Regions from separate parts of the Gasterosteus aculeatus genome. Here all the other regions are linked to region 1. The links are chromatin contacts, called in public Hi-C maps. All regions are on one chromosome and are shown on one strand. The core of a region is the stretch at or near the end of the contact, and the rest is flanking DNA. Distances in the headings are between cores, read along the strand shown.

Region 1 (2,750 bases), core at 174-2,673:
ACTCAGTTACCTTTCCTAAATCTTCTGCAACACAGTCGAGCTGAGTCCTCTCCGGCTCTGCGACGCCATCTAGCGACCATCCAACACAGCCTGTATCCGCCGTGTGTCTGCTTGTCCCTCCTCCCTCCTCACCATCTCATTTACTGATTTAAAGTGAAATAAGAAAGAATCATTTTTTGGGGTGTAATGCATTTGATCGGAAGAAGCAACTTGTGTCAGTATTAAGTATTAGAACCAAAAGCTACAAAAATAATAATAATGATTATGTTAACGGGGTTAGTGTAAATTTGGCATGCCAGGCTCATAAACACTAGTTTTACATGTTATCAAGACTCAGAAAGAAATCCATAAAGTTTGATAGGCAACGCCGGTCATGATCGTTTTGTTTGTTCTGCCAATGCTAGAACTTCGAACTTGGAAATGGCACTTCATCCGTGCGTAAAATGGAGAGCCGTTGCGGAAATGCGCACTGCCGTGCGTTCTGCTGTCACCTGCTCTTGTTTGTGTCACTCCACGGCAAACTGCACCCGGTGTCAGTTTAGTGAGGGTGCGGATGTGTTTGCTCGCTGAGACAATCTGCACACATCGCCACCTGCTTTTCTTCGCCTCACTTCTCTGTATGTTGTGTGACAAAGGACCGCCCAACCCCACCTCATAGAGAGAGAGAGAGAGAGAGAGAGAAAGAGAGAGGGGGGGCAGCGTCAAGCATATACAGCTTGGTTCTTTTTCTCACACCAGCTAAACGATCATGATGTCTCCATGAGATGTTGCTCTGTTTATGAGGCGCTCTATCGGAGAGGCTTAACTGTTGAACATGTTGTTGTTTCCAAATGTGTCGACCTCGATCAGTGACCACCTGTAGACAGATAATCACCTACTAAAAACAATTAAAAATGGAAGCGATCAGTAAATGCCCGCTCATTTAAGTGGTTATTATTCATAGTATTATTGTCACTATTATTACTGCATTATTCACTTATTATAGGTAATGCAGGTGTTGTGTCTCCACATTCTCTCTATTCAGTACATGTGGGTGTGGAGCGTTCATAAGCAACAACACGTAAAATGAGTTAATGGGTTAATTTCCAGGGTCTATATCTGTACTATCCAGGCATCGCAACCTCTTCTGCGCGTAAAGGTCCCCGTGTGGTAAAGCACACTTAGCTTCCTGTATAGCTGCTGGTTAACGGTAAACACACGAGCTGCTGGCGAGGGGTAAAAGCGCTTCCATAACATAAACCGGTGTCTCTTTAAAAAAAACTGAAGTTTCTTGTTGTATTCTGGAATGAGGTCAGACACGAGGCTCCTCATTGCACGCGCTGATTATTATTAGATTCCATTTTGGGCCAATCAGCGGCGAGGGGCGTGGCTTCGGCGCAAAGGCAGGGTAGTGACAGACTCCCATTGGTGGATTTTTATCGCCGTTGTAGCTCGTGAGGAAGTATAAATACCAGCAAGTGGGACCGAGACTGGAGGGCTGCTTGAAACTCGGTCTACAGATGGAAGGTGGAACTGTGTAACTCCAGGTGTCTTTTTCTCCTCCCCAGCACGCATGGCTTTTGAGTCTGAGAAGAGGGAACGGAGCTGATGCAGAGAAAAGCACTCGCGTCTCACACACCGCAGGCTTTGGGAGCTCTTTTTTTTTGGGAAGTTGCCCGAGCGCACAGACTATGTTCAGCCTGCACACGGCTGACTTGACTTTATAACACAGAGGCGAGAGACTGAGGAGGCGCAGACAACAGTGCACTCAGCGGAGAGTGCGGCTGTGCTGTCTGTGTCTTTTTTATTATCACCTCCTGGAAACTGGAAAGTAAACTGCTTTTTGTTTTTGTTTTCACACATCCAGCCTTTTAAGGCTACACGGGACTGAACGGTTCCGAGTTTACTGCGCATCCCGGGAGTGAATTGTTATATATATTTTTTAAACTGAAGAGGGGGAGAAAAAGAGCTGAGTTTGCTTTTAAAGTGAATCGCAGGACCAAGGAGAGCGAGTACGCTGCTCTCCCTCCCCGTGCGTGTAGCTGGGCGGCATGGTGCAGAAAATGAGCCACGCGGAGAGCACCGCCGAGGCGCTCTCCTTTTTCGCCGGAGATTCCAGCTCCGACTCCGGGGCGTGCATGGACCTGGACCCGGCCGCGTCGCCCCTCTCCCCGGGCTCCGCGGCTTCTTCGACCGCCGGGGACAAGCTGGGGGAGAACCCCGCGTGGTGCAAGACGCCCAGCGGCCACATCAAGCGGCCCATGAACGCGTTCATGGTGTGGTCGCAGATCGAGAGGAGGAAGATCATGGAGCAGTCCCCCGACATGCACAACGCAGAGATCTCCAAGAGGCTGGGGAAGCGGTGGAAGCTTCTCAGAGACAGCGACAAGATCCCCTTCATCCGAGAGGCGGAGCGTCTCCGGCTCAAGCACATGGCGGACTACCCCGACTACAAGTACCGCCCGAGGAAGAAGGTCAAATCGAGCGCCTCCAAGCCGGGCGGAAGCGGGGACAAGGGGGAGAAACTCAGCAGCAGCAGCTCAAGCAACACCAGCACGAAGACATCCTCCTCTTCCAGGAAGAATGGCTCCAAATCACCGAGCAGCAGCAAGTCCCACAAATCATTTTTCGGGAACAACAACAACAACAACAGCAGCAACAACAACAACAGCACCAAAGCATCACCGTTTGCCTCCGAGCACGCGCCGGAGCACCACCACAACTCTCTCTACAAGTCCAAGTCGGCCTCGTGCTCGGCGGCCAGGCTCATA
Region 2 (2,750 bases), core at 83-2,582, 250 kb before region 1:
CCTTGAGGATGAGGTCGATCAGGACGAAGACAGTTTCTTCCAGTCGGCAGTCGGGCTCATCAACAGAGTCCGGTCCCTCACTGACTGACCGGTCACTTTCTTTCTCACTGCACACGTCACTTTCACTTGTCACTTTCTGTTCACTGGTGCACTTTATTTTTAATTTTTGAATATTCTTAACTTTGTAACTTTAACTTTTATTCCTTTATTTTTAAACTAACCCATAGCCTCATACTACTAACCCATAGCATTATATTTTATTTTATTCCTCGTGCACTGTTGTCTTGTCGTCCATTGTCGTACTGTCTGCTGTTATGCACCAACTGTCAAGTCAAATTCCTTGTATGTCTGACATATTATGGCAATAAATGTTTCCTGATTCCTGATATTCATATACTTTTAGTATTATAAACAGGCTGTCTGTGGTGGCAATTCTGGAGAACAGTATTTTCTCGCAGTCCTTCTACAATGAATACAAACAAAACATTGAGATGTGTGGAAAAATAGTATGTTCCAATTGAATTTCAAAAACATGCAGATGCTTTTCTATTGTGCCTTATGTGGGTCTGCTCTACAATTAGACCAGGTCACTGCAGGCCTTCTCTTGCAATGTAAAACATACATTTAATTTAAATACATTGGTCAAGCTGCCCTTCTGATGAGTGAATATAACATTATGCTCACTTACAGCACAATTAGCTTTGATTTCATCAATGCAATGAACTGATATTGAAAATGTGTATCGACCAGAAGCCAACATAAAACAGTGTAAAAGTAGGCTTGCAAGAAATTAGGAAGGAAGTACACAGGCCCTACAGGCCCTGGAAGGAGCTGTGCAAAACATATGCATAATTACTATATTCGCATTCAAATTGAACCAACCATGCGGAAAAGAGGTAAGAGCTTTTAGTATTTAAGTCGTTAGTCGTCAACCGGTTTTGCCAACTGATCTGAAATCAAAGCAACGTTTTATTTAGAAGAAGGTCAGCATTTAATTTAGTGCCCAACAATCATACTTTCACCCCGATGTACAAATGAGCACAAAAAACAATCCGTAGAAAGAGGGCCGGACGTTATGGAGGACATCTGACCATTTGTCTGCGACATATCTCTCCAGCAATCAAGTCTTTTGCGTCACTTAGCGTCCTGTCGGGGAACTTGCAAGGCGCGTCAGATGACGCGTCCTGTTTACATCTGCCAATGAACACGTGGCGCACCAAATAGTGAACCGCCATTGGCGAAGAGGGCTGAAATAAGGGCGGGGACTCTCCTCCGACAGACCAATAGCGCCGCGTATGTAGATTATGTTTGAAAAATTCCCGGGAAATCTGAGTTTCGCGGGAGGGCTCTTGAGCGCGTAAACCGTATCCCTTCATTCATCAGGCCGTTTCCTGAAGCCATTTCTAGACGGGGGGACGAGAGTTGCGCTACTTTTTAATCCGTTGCATCTGCCTAAATGCACTTTCTGAAGAAAAAATACTTTACCAAAGTCGATGCATCAGACTGTCATCCTTACATCGGTCTGATTATTTTTGTGACTATTTCGGAGGATTAGCAGGAACACGGGCTTGAAAGTACAGAGACAAGAAAGGGGTTACCCCGAGTACGCAAGATGAGGAGAGGGATCTCCTCGGCTCCGGACAAAGTGATTTTAACAGGGGTCGGGGGCTCTCTGGACAATAATATCATTTTAACCGCTCTCACGGATCGCCTGAACGCCGGTCAATCCAACGCGACCTATATCCAAATAATAACCACCCCACCGCCTTGCAACATTACACAGACATCGAATGTGTGTTTATCCGAACCTCAGATAAACAACATTTACACAACTCCACAGCAAGCCGGCGCAAACGGAACAGGACAACGACCCACTCTGGGGAGACCGCCGGTAATACTCTTCACAGCTCGTTTCAACGTGTTTGACATGCTACAACTAGCCGCAAAAACGCGACGAAGACGTTAGCTTGCTAGGCTAGCCGAGCTTGTTGTTCGGGCAGCTAGCGCTAGCTGCTTAGCCGGGGCATTCCCCTCGACCCTATAGCGAGGGGGCTAACTAACCACCGCTAGCTAAGTTACCCAACTGTGTTAGTTGGGTGCTATGCTGACCGCAAAGAATGTAAACGCAGAGTTTTGAGTTAGTTTTGCTTTTGCAGTAACGTAGAAATGTCTAATAGCGTGCTATGCTAACTTCATGGTGGCGCTTTTTTTAGTCCGCTTCACCTTTGCAGCCAAATGGAAATATTGGTAAGAGATGAGTAACGTTAGCGGTGGCCTAGTCGCTGCTGTTGGTGCCCTAATTTGGGGGTGAAGGGTGTAGGGGGGTGGGGGGGGGGGGGCGTTGAGCTGCTTGGACCTTAGTTACCTCGTTTATTAGCTTACTAACCGACCCGAGTGGCTTAACATGCAAGTGCGCCGTGTTACAGGGAGCTAAAGCCCCGCTGCCGTTTACCAGCCACCCGAGAGGCGTCTCGGTCCTTTCTGAACCGTCAAGCCAACTTGCATGAAGCTTAGAAGTGTGGTTAGCTTTCAGGGCTAGTAACGTTAGCAGTATTGATTTTTGAGGACAACGTTACTCGTTGGCGGCCTCGATCTTAATCTTTTTTTTTATTTTTTATGTGCCCTACATCTGTAAATGAAGTGTGACGTTACGGTGCCCTTTCGTACCAAGTTTAAGTGAAACTAGTTTATGTTGCCGTGGAACCGATTGCACGTTTCCTGTGTGCTCGAGCTGCACAAACCGCACTGAA
Region 3 (2,750 bases), core at 76-2,575, 160 kb before region 1:
GTCCCTTTGTTACTTGTTGTTAATTCAATGGGGGGGGGGGGGTTCACAGTAGACATTTGATTGAGATTGAGGTGTAATTAATAACATTAATCAAAACCTCATTTAGTTTGGGTGTAACAATGAGGCTCTGTGCCATAGCGGCAAAGCCAATGTTAATAGTATTAGGCTTGTTAGTATTAATAATACTATATATATATATATATATATATATATATATATATATATATATATATACACGCTACCAGTCAAAGGTTTGGACACCACTTCTCATTTGAATGAATAGATAAACACATGTACAGTATTATTATTAATCTGATCTTCTTGTGCTTTTTCTGATGTAAAACGTACAAGTAGTAGGTGGTTTTATTTATTGTAGCTTCTGTATGGATACCAAAGAAAGGTTAATCTCCCAACGCGTTCTGATGGTTTGTCCGCTGTTTGCCGGCTTGATGCGTCCCGTTCATCCACAGGCAGCTGGACTGCCTCTACGCGTTGTAGGTGGACCCTCCTTGTTCTGCTGCCATGGCAGGTTGCAGTGGAGTGATTGAGAACCAGTTTTTGTTCCTCAATCACAGTGGCCGCAATTAAGATGCAGCATCATCCCTCAGCTCCTGCAGTCTGTTTCTCGCTGACGGGCCGCTGTCCGTCTCGCTGCGTCTTCTGTCCCTCCTGGTCTCCGTGTAAATATCCCATTGGTTGCGTCATTGTTGTCACTAGCTTGAGACCAAACAGACCACCGGCTTCATATACACTCACTAGACGAGTATTTAGGGCCCACGCGCACCGGCACCGCGTGTCCTCGGGCCCCGTCTGCAGTCTCACCTCTACCGCTGCTCAGTGTGTGTGTGTGTGTGTGTGTGTGTGTGTGTGTGTGTGTGTGTGTGTGTGTGTGTGTGTGTGTGTGTGTGTGTGTGTGTCTTTTATCACGTGTGTCTGTGAACAGTCTCAGTTTCTGCTAACTGGACGGGAGTCACTGACTCAGTAAAGAAAGGAGAGACTGCTTCTTTTCTTTCTTTCTTTCCCGTTATGGGAGCATATTAAATATCTTTTCTTCGGCTCTTTCTCTAGAAGTTCAAATTAACTGCCGCCATCTTTCACTCGCTTTTCTGCCGCTGTCTTCTTGTTTGCCCTCTTTTCATTCTCCCTCCGCGGGCTGGATAAAAAGGCAACACAGGGCGGTGCGTGCGCGTGCACGCGTGTTTGTTTGTGCGCGTGTTGCGTCTCGTCCTGTGATTTAGTGCCAAGCTGGCAGCGGAGACGAGTGAATAGGGGGCCCCGTTTCACACAAAGGGAGCACGGGATACACACGAACACACACTCGCAACTCCCAGTCAATGCCAGACTGCAGGCCACCAACTGCACACCTGGCATGCTGCTATTATGTCACCAGTGTGTGTGTGTGTGTGTGTGTGTGTGTGTGTGTGTGTGTGTGTGTGTGTGTGTGTGTGTGTGTGTGTGTGTGTGTGTGTGTGTGTGTGTGTGTGTGTGTGTGTGTGTGTGTGTGTGTGAGAGAGATTGTGTAAATCCAGCAGACACCATCTGCTCTGTCCTCTGTGAACTTGTCTCCACACCTCTTCCCTCTCCACGATATCAAAATACATTAAAGCCTCTGGTGAGCGTCGTACTTTTTGACTGTAGTATTCTCCCCCTGTTGCGGTATATATCTCAGTGGTACTAAATGTTCCGTATTCCGTTGTACTGCTCGATGTGTCGTATATCTTGAGCTGTGAACGTGGTTTTAGTGGTGTTGATGACTCTTAAGAACTAACGTGTGTAGTCTTCACCACAGCGCCGCTATTTAAAAGCACCATTGTACCTCCCTATACTCTATAATGGGCTCTATAATAAATCTACAATGCTATACACAGTCTTAACTACAGTTTAGGGTGACTACATAAAATGTAAACTATATGAATAAGTACTCAATAAATGATACGGTGTGACGTTGATACAGTACAACATTCATTTTGTTTTGTCACAGCAGAGAAGGCGTGTGTGTGAGACCCTTTCAGGGCACAGGAGTGAAGTTCAGCGAAGGTAACAAATGGCAAATGTTATAGTAATACAAGTTATAGAAGAATAGTAAGATTTGAAGTGAGCAATAGGTGACGTATCGCTCAGATTTTAAAGTTGATTTGGAGGTGATAGGCTTAATATCAGTTTCTCTCCGTTAAACATTAATTTGCCCTAGTCTCATTTTTCTTCTGTCAAACGTTTCTCTTCCTCTGACCCTCTCTCTTTTTTGTCTTTTCTCTCACATGAAGGCCATGTGTGTCTGTGTGGGGGAGGGGAGAGCAGCTCCACCTTCAGCCAATAGGTGGCAGTAGGACACTTAGATTCACACCCAGACCATGTGCTCTGCTCACTGGCCTTGTTATTGTCTGGTTGTCTTTACACACAGCAGTCTCGCCCCCTTCCCCCTCTCTCTCTCACACACACACACACACACCCAAAGCAGGCTTGTGCCTGTTAAAATGTTTAACTGCTGTAAGTCCTCTGACTCACATTTGGCTTTTAGTTCTTCCTCTCAAAATGCCACTGAGGGTGTGTGTGTGCGTGTGTGTGCTTCCTTTCCCGAGCACACTTCTGCTCCGTTGTTTACATACCAGCTTTGTCCTTGTTACTCCATGTAGTTTGTATCACAAAAGATACAAAATAAAATTCATACTTTTTGTTTTTGTTGCTGGACCAGATAGTAAATGAAGAAATAAACAACTTCCCCTCAAAAAAACAATTATTGTTGAGGTCCC

The links. A called contact is a pair of places that touch in the nucleus more often than the background predicts.
Region 2: a Hi-C map of skeletal muscle shows a contact between it and region 1, with 2.4 times the contacts expected there. The contact joins the promoter of LOC120810090 here to the promoter of sox4b in region 1. A contact is called at or near these places in 2 of 6 Hi-C or Micro-C datasets (skeletal muscle and tail fin).
Region 3: a contact with region 1 is called in a Hi-C map of liver, with 5 times the contacts expected there. The contact joins the enhancer-like site here to the promoter of sox4b in region 1. A contact is called at or near these places in 5 of 6 Hi-C or Micro-C datasets (liver, skeletal muscle, tail fin and 1 more).

The regions. Positions count from the first base shown.
Region 1 is chr20:12,797,420-12,800,169 of fGasAcu3.hap1.1, forward strand. It overlaps sox4b (SRY-box transcription factor 4b), which reads left to right and starts at 1,424. Exons shown (of 1, transcript XM_040165166.2): 1 at 1,424-2,750. The coding sequence starts at 2,031.
Region 2 is chr20:12,544,536-12,547,285 of fGasAcu3.hap1.1, forward strand. LOC120810090 (transcription factor E2F3) reads left to right here and starts at 1,333. Exons shown (of 8, transcript XM_040164357.2): 1 at 1,333-1,891. The coding sequence starts at 1,613.
Region 3 is chr20:12,634,831-12,637,580 of fGasAcu3.hap1.1, forward strand. The region is part of intron 8 of cdkal1 (CDK5 regulatory subunit associated protein 1-like 1); the gene reads left to right. Among protein-coding and RNA genes, the nearest start is that of cdkal1, 79 kb to the left of the region's middle. Within about 2 kb of position 1,326, at least 7 of the 9 cell types and tissues checked have open chromatin away from gene starts, as enhancers often do. A contact at or near this core is called in liver, where this site is marked.